2 separate regions of the Rattus norvegicus genome follow, and region 1 is linked to region 2. A link is a contact called in public Hi-C data. All regions are on one chromosome and are shown on one strand. Each heading gives the region's core, a stretch centred on a gene start, on an enhancer-like site or on the middle of the called end of the contact. The rest is flanking DNA. Distances are from core to core; before and after follow the strand shown.

Region 1 (3,464 bases), core at 958-3,457, 210 kb before region 2:
CTTATCTAAAATTTCACATTTTTTCTTCTCATTTTTAAAGCAGTTAAATCATTCTTATTGATCCTGGGAGAATTTGGAATGTTAGCACTGGGCTCACTGTGCCTAACCATAAAATGTCCCTGAATAGATGGGTCAACTTTTGATTATATGATATTCAAGGTCCTCTAGAGGACAAGAGCCACTGGAATAGATATTAGGGACATAAACATGAGAGATTGGTTAAAGAAGTAGAGACACCAGGAGCCTGGCACAATCCAAGTCTCAGAACCAGGGAAGCAGGCTCTGTAACTGTCTTTCTGATGCTAACGTTTTGAGGACTCAGGGAATGTATGCTTTAAGTACCAGAGCACAAAAAATTAGGGAGTTCCAGAGTCCACAGATCAGAGAAAGACACATTCCTATGCCCCTTGCTTTTCTTCATTCTGGGCACCCTTCATTGATCACATCAGTCTACATTGAGGGCAGATCTTTGTTATCCAGTTCTAACTTACAAGCTGTTCCCTTGAAACCTCTTTGTAGACACACTGAAAGCAATGCTGTACCAGGTCTTCAGGAAATCCTCAACCCAGTAAAGTTGACAAAAATTTTCTACCATCTACCCCAATGCATAGGATATACGTGTTAACGCCAAATGGAGGTTAGAGCCCACGGAGCCATGTGCTCACGTTGCATTGGCAAGGCAGCAGTAAGAGACATGTGAGAAGTCCATTATTTGAATGAAATAAACCAACCCCTTCTGTGAATTCAGGTTTGAGGCCAACTCTGTACTGCTGAGTTCCTTTAGAACAGGACAAAGGAGACACTGAGTCCTCTGGTAAATCCTGCTGCTGCTTCCTTATTACTACCTGAGCTTTGTACCACTGCTCATACCAGTGCTGCAGTCTCCACCATTTCTCTCCCTGTAAACAAGTCAAGGTAGTTAACAGGAAAGTCAGGCCAATTCAGTGGGCTTCATCATCAGGGAGAGAGCAAAGGAAGAGGAGAAGCGATAAGTTTGAGGCACATTTCTCAGGATCCTTTGAAGGAGAGTCTAGCTTGGGTGGGGTTGCATGACAGGAGAGAGGAATCACAAATATGAAGCGTGATGAGACCGTTCCAGGCACTTTGCCTCATACAGAACATCCGCCATTGCTTCTTTGGATATCCCCTCGTTATCTCACAGGTGAAGAGAATGCAGCATCTGGACTTGAGGTAAGTCTTTTGAGCTTTCACATCCAGATGTAAGATTTCCCTGTATACAGAATTTACAATATAAACAGGAGCACCACAAGAAGAAGTGAAAACAAAAAGACTTGTCCCTCCCTCTGCTGGGTTTGTTTGACCTACGTTTTCACATGGAACTGTAGCACCCAAGTTCAGTGTTGCTGGCAACCCAGAGATAGTCACAGATATTTCTAGGCTAATTATCTAAATTGAGGGAAAGACTCTGTTTTTCAGTACTGGACTATGGCATCATAGGTTTTCTATCTAGGTTGTATTTTGTATTTAAATATGTTTTCTTCCTGAAAGTCACCCTGAGTCGTAGCGTAGCTCTGCAGTGGCGACCACCTAAACACATCGTCTGACTTCGAGAATTCAATCATGGGCTTCAGAGTGCACTGCTGCCTTTGCTTTAAGAAAAATAAGCAAGAGTAGAGAAAAACAGCGGACAAGATATTTCTTCTTCAAGATTCTATTTGTCATCTAGACCTCTGGAAGCAAAGCACTAGATAGGCTTCCCTGAATAGCATGATTAATTAGTTCCTCAGACCACAGTTACTGCATGTAATTGGGGTGCCTTTTCATTTGATTTCCTTTGTAAACGGTTCTACCGTTCTCAATTTCCTTCGTGCTCTTGTTCTTCCTCTTAGAAGTGTAAGTTTAGCAAATCAGCCTGGGTGAGAGGAGATTGTCTCGGTGGTCTTCTGTCATCATAGAACACCACAGACTTTTTCTATTTTAGGAATGAAATGCCCTTGAGGGCCAGCCTTGTAAGGTTTATAATTCCCCTTGGTGGCCACACACTTCATGATCCTTTCAAACATAGATCTCAACAGGAAAGAATGACTTGATAACCTGTCAAATAGTTCCAGGATCTGCAAAGATACCACGCAGAAGCTGTCTTATCACTGTGAAAACGTGTTCTATTCTCTGACTATCATCTGAGTTCATCTTCCCTTCTGCTTTACACCTCTGACCTTTGCTACTGCTTCTCAGTAAGAGCTTTCAGCCTAGACCACAGAGAACGTGCTGTGTGTTCTATGCCACACACTGTATGTTACCTGTGTTACACTGCACATGGGCATCTGGGTGTGCCAGACCTCAAATATGCTACTAAGGCTTCACTATGAACCACCAGTAGTTGTCAATCCTGAGATTCACCTGAAAAAATCCAATTCCAGCATTGTGGCCAAATTTAAAGCAAGCATTATTAAATATTAACTATGGACCAAGAGATGGACTTTGGCCAGACCCAGTCCCTGGAATTTCCCAGCCAAAATGACCCCGAGTCACATGTAGCCGAGGCTTATAGGGATAAACCTATAGGCCACTGTACTTTCCCATGAGGCTTTGTTATTTTCCAAGAACCACAACTCCCAGCATTCCAGGAAGTTACCAAGTTCTTGACCTATTGAGGCTTACAGGCTAATTTTGAGCATTAGGTAACATCTCCAAATCCTTCGCTTTTTTTCTCTATAGTGGGTTGGTCTGATGCTGCTTGTATTTTAATGCTATTACTGGTTCCTTAAGACCCCAGAGGTGAGAAAGTCCACATGTAGATCCAAGTGACATTATGTGACCTTGCTCCCAAGTTTTTTCTGATTGGTAACTAAAATTGCTGACAGCCAATAGCTGGGCAGAAGAGACGTAGGCTTTTCAGGATGGAGGTCAGAGGAGAAACAGAAGGCAGAGGGGAGAAGGTAAACAGAGGAGAAGCTTCCATGGGTTAGGTGAGTCATAAAACTGTGGCCCTGAGAGCTGGCCAATTGGAGTTAAGAGCAGCCCAGATGAAGTATAGTAAGTAATAACTAGTAGTTATCAATAGGAAAGTAGATTCTAAGAGCATACAGGGTAGATATCTGCCCAACTCTTGTGCTGGTTGAGGCTTATTGTAAATAATAAAAGTTGTGTGTCCTTTACCTGGGAACTGAATGAGCAGGGCAGGTTCAACCTCTGAGTTGGGGTTAAATGATTTCTCCATTTCCCCATTATGCCTCAGATACTGTTAGCTCAGCTCAGTTCCATTTCTTCTTTAAGAGGTATTTCAAAAGTGTGTTTAACTCCCGCACAGTGGTGGCACTTTGTCTTGTACTAATTTACAATCATTTTAAAAGAATGATTGTCAGATAGAGCCAAAAATTTCTTTTAAAGTATTGAATATATGAGATTATATGTAATGTCTGTGATGTGCATGATTATTAATCATATATGTACATTAGTGCCATGCAGACTAGAGTCACACTAAAGCAAAAGGGGTGTAATGA
Region 2 (3,648 bases), core at 139-2,638:
AACATTGAAGCCTCCTTTTTCTAGATCTTATCAGCATCAAAGCTCCGGCTTTGACATTTCTGTTCGTTTCTTTTTCCTCCTCACATGCATGACAGGTCCCAGGAAGGTTTTCTTTTCTTTGCTTTCTCTCTGTTTTCTTCAGACTAAGAAGTGCAGAGAGTGCACCCTGAGCCGGAGTGCAGTGGCGGTGAACAAGCGCTGGCTTGTCTCAGTAATGCACTGCTCAGAGGTTAGCAAAGGGAGACCCAAGAACGGGAGCAGATTGTGCTAATTCCCACACTCTTTGCCTCACTCTCCTCTAGCTGAGGGTAGGGGTACGTGTGGCTAAAGTCACGTTGCAGCCTCGCCTCGAAATGAGGGAAACAATAAGCTAAAAAGCTTCCAGCATAGACTTCCCGCATTGGCCTCCGAAAGTAGAAATGACTACAAGGCAGACTTCCGATCCCTAAAGGGGTTGTTGTGTATGTGAACACACACCACATACACACCATACACACCTACCACACACCATGCATACCACACACACACACACACACACACACACCATACTATACCTACCACATACCACACACACCACATACACCACACACATACCACACATACACACCACATACATATACACATACACCACACACATAAACACACACACCTCATAAACGACACACCCACCACATATACCACACATACCACATACACCACACACCCACCACATACACCACACACACACACCACATACACCACACACACACCACATACACCACACACACACCACATATACCACACACACACACCACATATACCACACACACAAACACACACACACCACATACACCACATACACTACATGCACACATACCACATATACACACAAACACACACACACCACACACACACAAACACACACACACCACATACACCACATACACTACATGCACACATACCACATATACACACAAACACACACACACACCACATACCACACACACACAAACACACAAACACCACATACACTACATGCACACATACCACATATACACACAAACACACACACACCACATACCACACACACACACACACACCACACATAACACACACACACACACACACACACACACACACACACACCATACACCACACATACACACCATCCCTAAAATAAAACTTCTACTGGATACAACTTACAACTGGGACACAGATCTGAACAGGAGACATGTTTCCTCACAACCTGGTTGCCTAGGAGTGTCTTCCTGGACCCCTCTGTACACCACTTCTGTAAATACCTTCAAGATACCCAGCACTCCTCAACACTGCCTCCTGACCCTGAGTACTACCCTGGTTACCAAAGAGTTAGATGTTCTACCTCTGTAAAGGCCACCCCTGAATAGTCTTGCTAATGTATAACTTATCTGTGGAGACAGAGATAAGAAGCCCCAATCGATAGCAGCCTGTGTATAGAACAAAGCAATGGCTTAAATACTAAAGGCCAGGAGCAGCTTGGACGAAATACAGAACTGGGCTTAGGCCAAAGTCTGGCGCTGCTGGTGGTGCAAAGAGGGCAGTTATTTGTGTGGTAGATTCACGGCGTGCACTGCAGCGTAGGCCATCAGCCCTCCTGACTGCCCTTAAGAGGTTTAGACATCCCTATTTGCATTCCCCACACAGCTCTAAGAAGCATCCTGAAGCTTGGCCACAAGCCAACAAGACTTGGAACACTAGGATTCAAGATAACCGTTTTTCTTTTCCCCCTGGTTCACAGTATGTCCGTATTTTTAAATTTGAACTCTCCTTCTAAGCAAGGGGAATTTAATTTTTCAAGCAATAAATTTTTATAGAGAGCAAGGTAAGGAAGTTACTGTCTTGTCTGGTTCTATCCAGCTGGGTGGGGTCTGTGTCCTCTTCCTACCACACTGGCCACATAGGGCATAATAGGGCTTATATACTGGGCTTAGTCTAGATGTAGGTTCTCAGAGCAGTACAGTTTATTGTCTTAATTTCTTTTCCTGTTGCTGTGTAAGATACTTCGGTAAAGGCAACCTAAGATAGAATGGACTTATCTAGTTCAGAGTTCAGGTTACGGTCCATTCTGGCAGAAAAGACACAGTGGCAGGAACCGGAAGTAGCTGGTTACATTCTGTCCCGAGACAGACCGAAAGCACAATGGACACCAGCATGGTGGTGCTCTCCACGCTTTCTCCAGGATTGGCCCTGCTCACGGTCATGGATCAGAACAGTCCTTCACAGACGTGCCTTGAGGCCTATCTCCTGGGTGACTCTAGATTCTGTCAGGGTGACAAGAAGCACTAAACGTCGCGTCTAGAGTAGTCGTTCTCAACCTTCCTAACGCTGTGACCTTTAATACATGTTGTTCCTCATGTTGTACGATCACCCCAGCCATAGCATTACTTTCGTTGCTACTTCATAAATGTAATTTTGCTACTGTTTTGAATCATAATGTAAATATCTATATTTTAAAATCATTTTAGGTGACCCAGGTGAAAGGATTGTTCAACCCTCCAAAACGGTCACAACTCACAGATTGAGAATTTCTGGCCTAGTGGTTGAAACAACCAAATGAGTCACAGTAGGAGCTCACCCTCTTCTTCCCTGCTTGTCTTGTGGGCCCTAGAATTTAGAGGGAGCTGGACTCACGGAAAGTTTTTGGGTGTGGCTTTGCTTTGGAAAACAGAATAAAATTTTAGGTTGTGTGTGTGTGGGGGGGGGTTGTGGTTGTTTTTTGTTTGTTTGTTTGTTTGTTTTGTTTTTTGTTTTTGCCAATTAGCAACAAGCAAAAATACCATGGGAGTGACACCAGTGAGGTCCCAGTCAGGGGCTTTATATTCTCAAAAGGGTGTTGTCCTGTTAACCCAATCTCTTCAACTGGTCATGTAGTTGATACTTATAGCTTTGCTTTTAAATGTCCCCCAGGATGGCACAAGGGTGTCTTGCATTTTGACCACAACTAAATCTGAAGACTGCTTTTGATGGCCCCAGTAACCTGTGCCTCCTGGTTTCCTGCCCTCTAAGTACTTACTTACCTAGAGCATGAGCTGGATTTTTCTTGTGAGGTGCTGAGACTCGAACCCAAGACCTTACGCATTGCTAGGTAACATCTCTACAACTAAATCCCAGTCTCCAAGATCCGCATCTACGGAGTAGAATACAACAAAAGTAATGCTGTACGTTTTTCGAGACTGGAAAATGTGTGCCCAGGGCTTCCATTTTTCTAGCACTCTCATCCCCAGGAGTCTTAAGAAAAGGCTGTGGGCTCTGTGAGAAGCTAAGGTGGGGTGTTTCTGACCAGTAACTGTCACCATCGTGGGCAGACTCCCTCCCCCGATCCCACCTTTGTTCTCCGAACAGCACAGGGCTGCAAGTATTTGCATAGCATTTCCATTGTATTTGGTGTTATCAAGAGATAATTTAAAGTATACAGGAAGATGTAGATCAGTTCTGTGCAGAGTGCTTAGTTTTATATAAGGGGCTTGAGCATCCAGTCTCCCAGGGATACCGAGGAACAACTATATCTCTCCACTTCTACTTTTGTCAACAAGTTTCTCTGTAACACAATGTCCTACTTTTATGTGGCTGCTTTTCTCTGAGTGAGAAAAATAATTTTTTTTAAAAATCTGAAATCATTGTTTTATTAGC

The links. A called contact is a pair of places that touch in the nucleus more often than the background predicts.
Region 1: a Hi-C map of liver shows a contact between it and region 2, with 4 times the contacts expected there. The contact joins two enhancer-like sites. A contact is called at or near these places in 3 of 12 Hi-C or Micro-C datasets (kidney and liver).

Annotation. Positions count from the first base shown.
Region 1 is chr2:35,075,589-35,079,052 of GRCr8, reverse strand. No RefSeq gene overlaps it. Among named protein-coding and RNA genes, the nearest start is that of Pik3r1, 380 kb to the right of the region's middle. Within about 2 kb of position 2,207, at least 4 of the 93 cell types and tissues checked have an H3K27ac peak or open chromatin away from gene starts, as enhancers often do. A contact at or near this core is called in liver, where this site is marked.
Region 2 is chr2:34,860,696-34,864,343 of GRCr8, reverse strand. No RefSeq gene overlaps it. Among named protein-coding and RNA genes, the nearest start is that of Pik3r1, 160 kb to the right of the region's middle. Within about 2 kb of position 1,388, at least 4 of the 93 cell types and tissues checked have an H3K27ac peak or open chromatin away from gene starts, as enhancers often do. A contact at or near this core is called in liver, where this site is marked.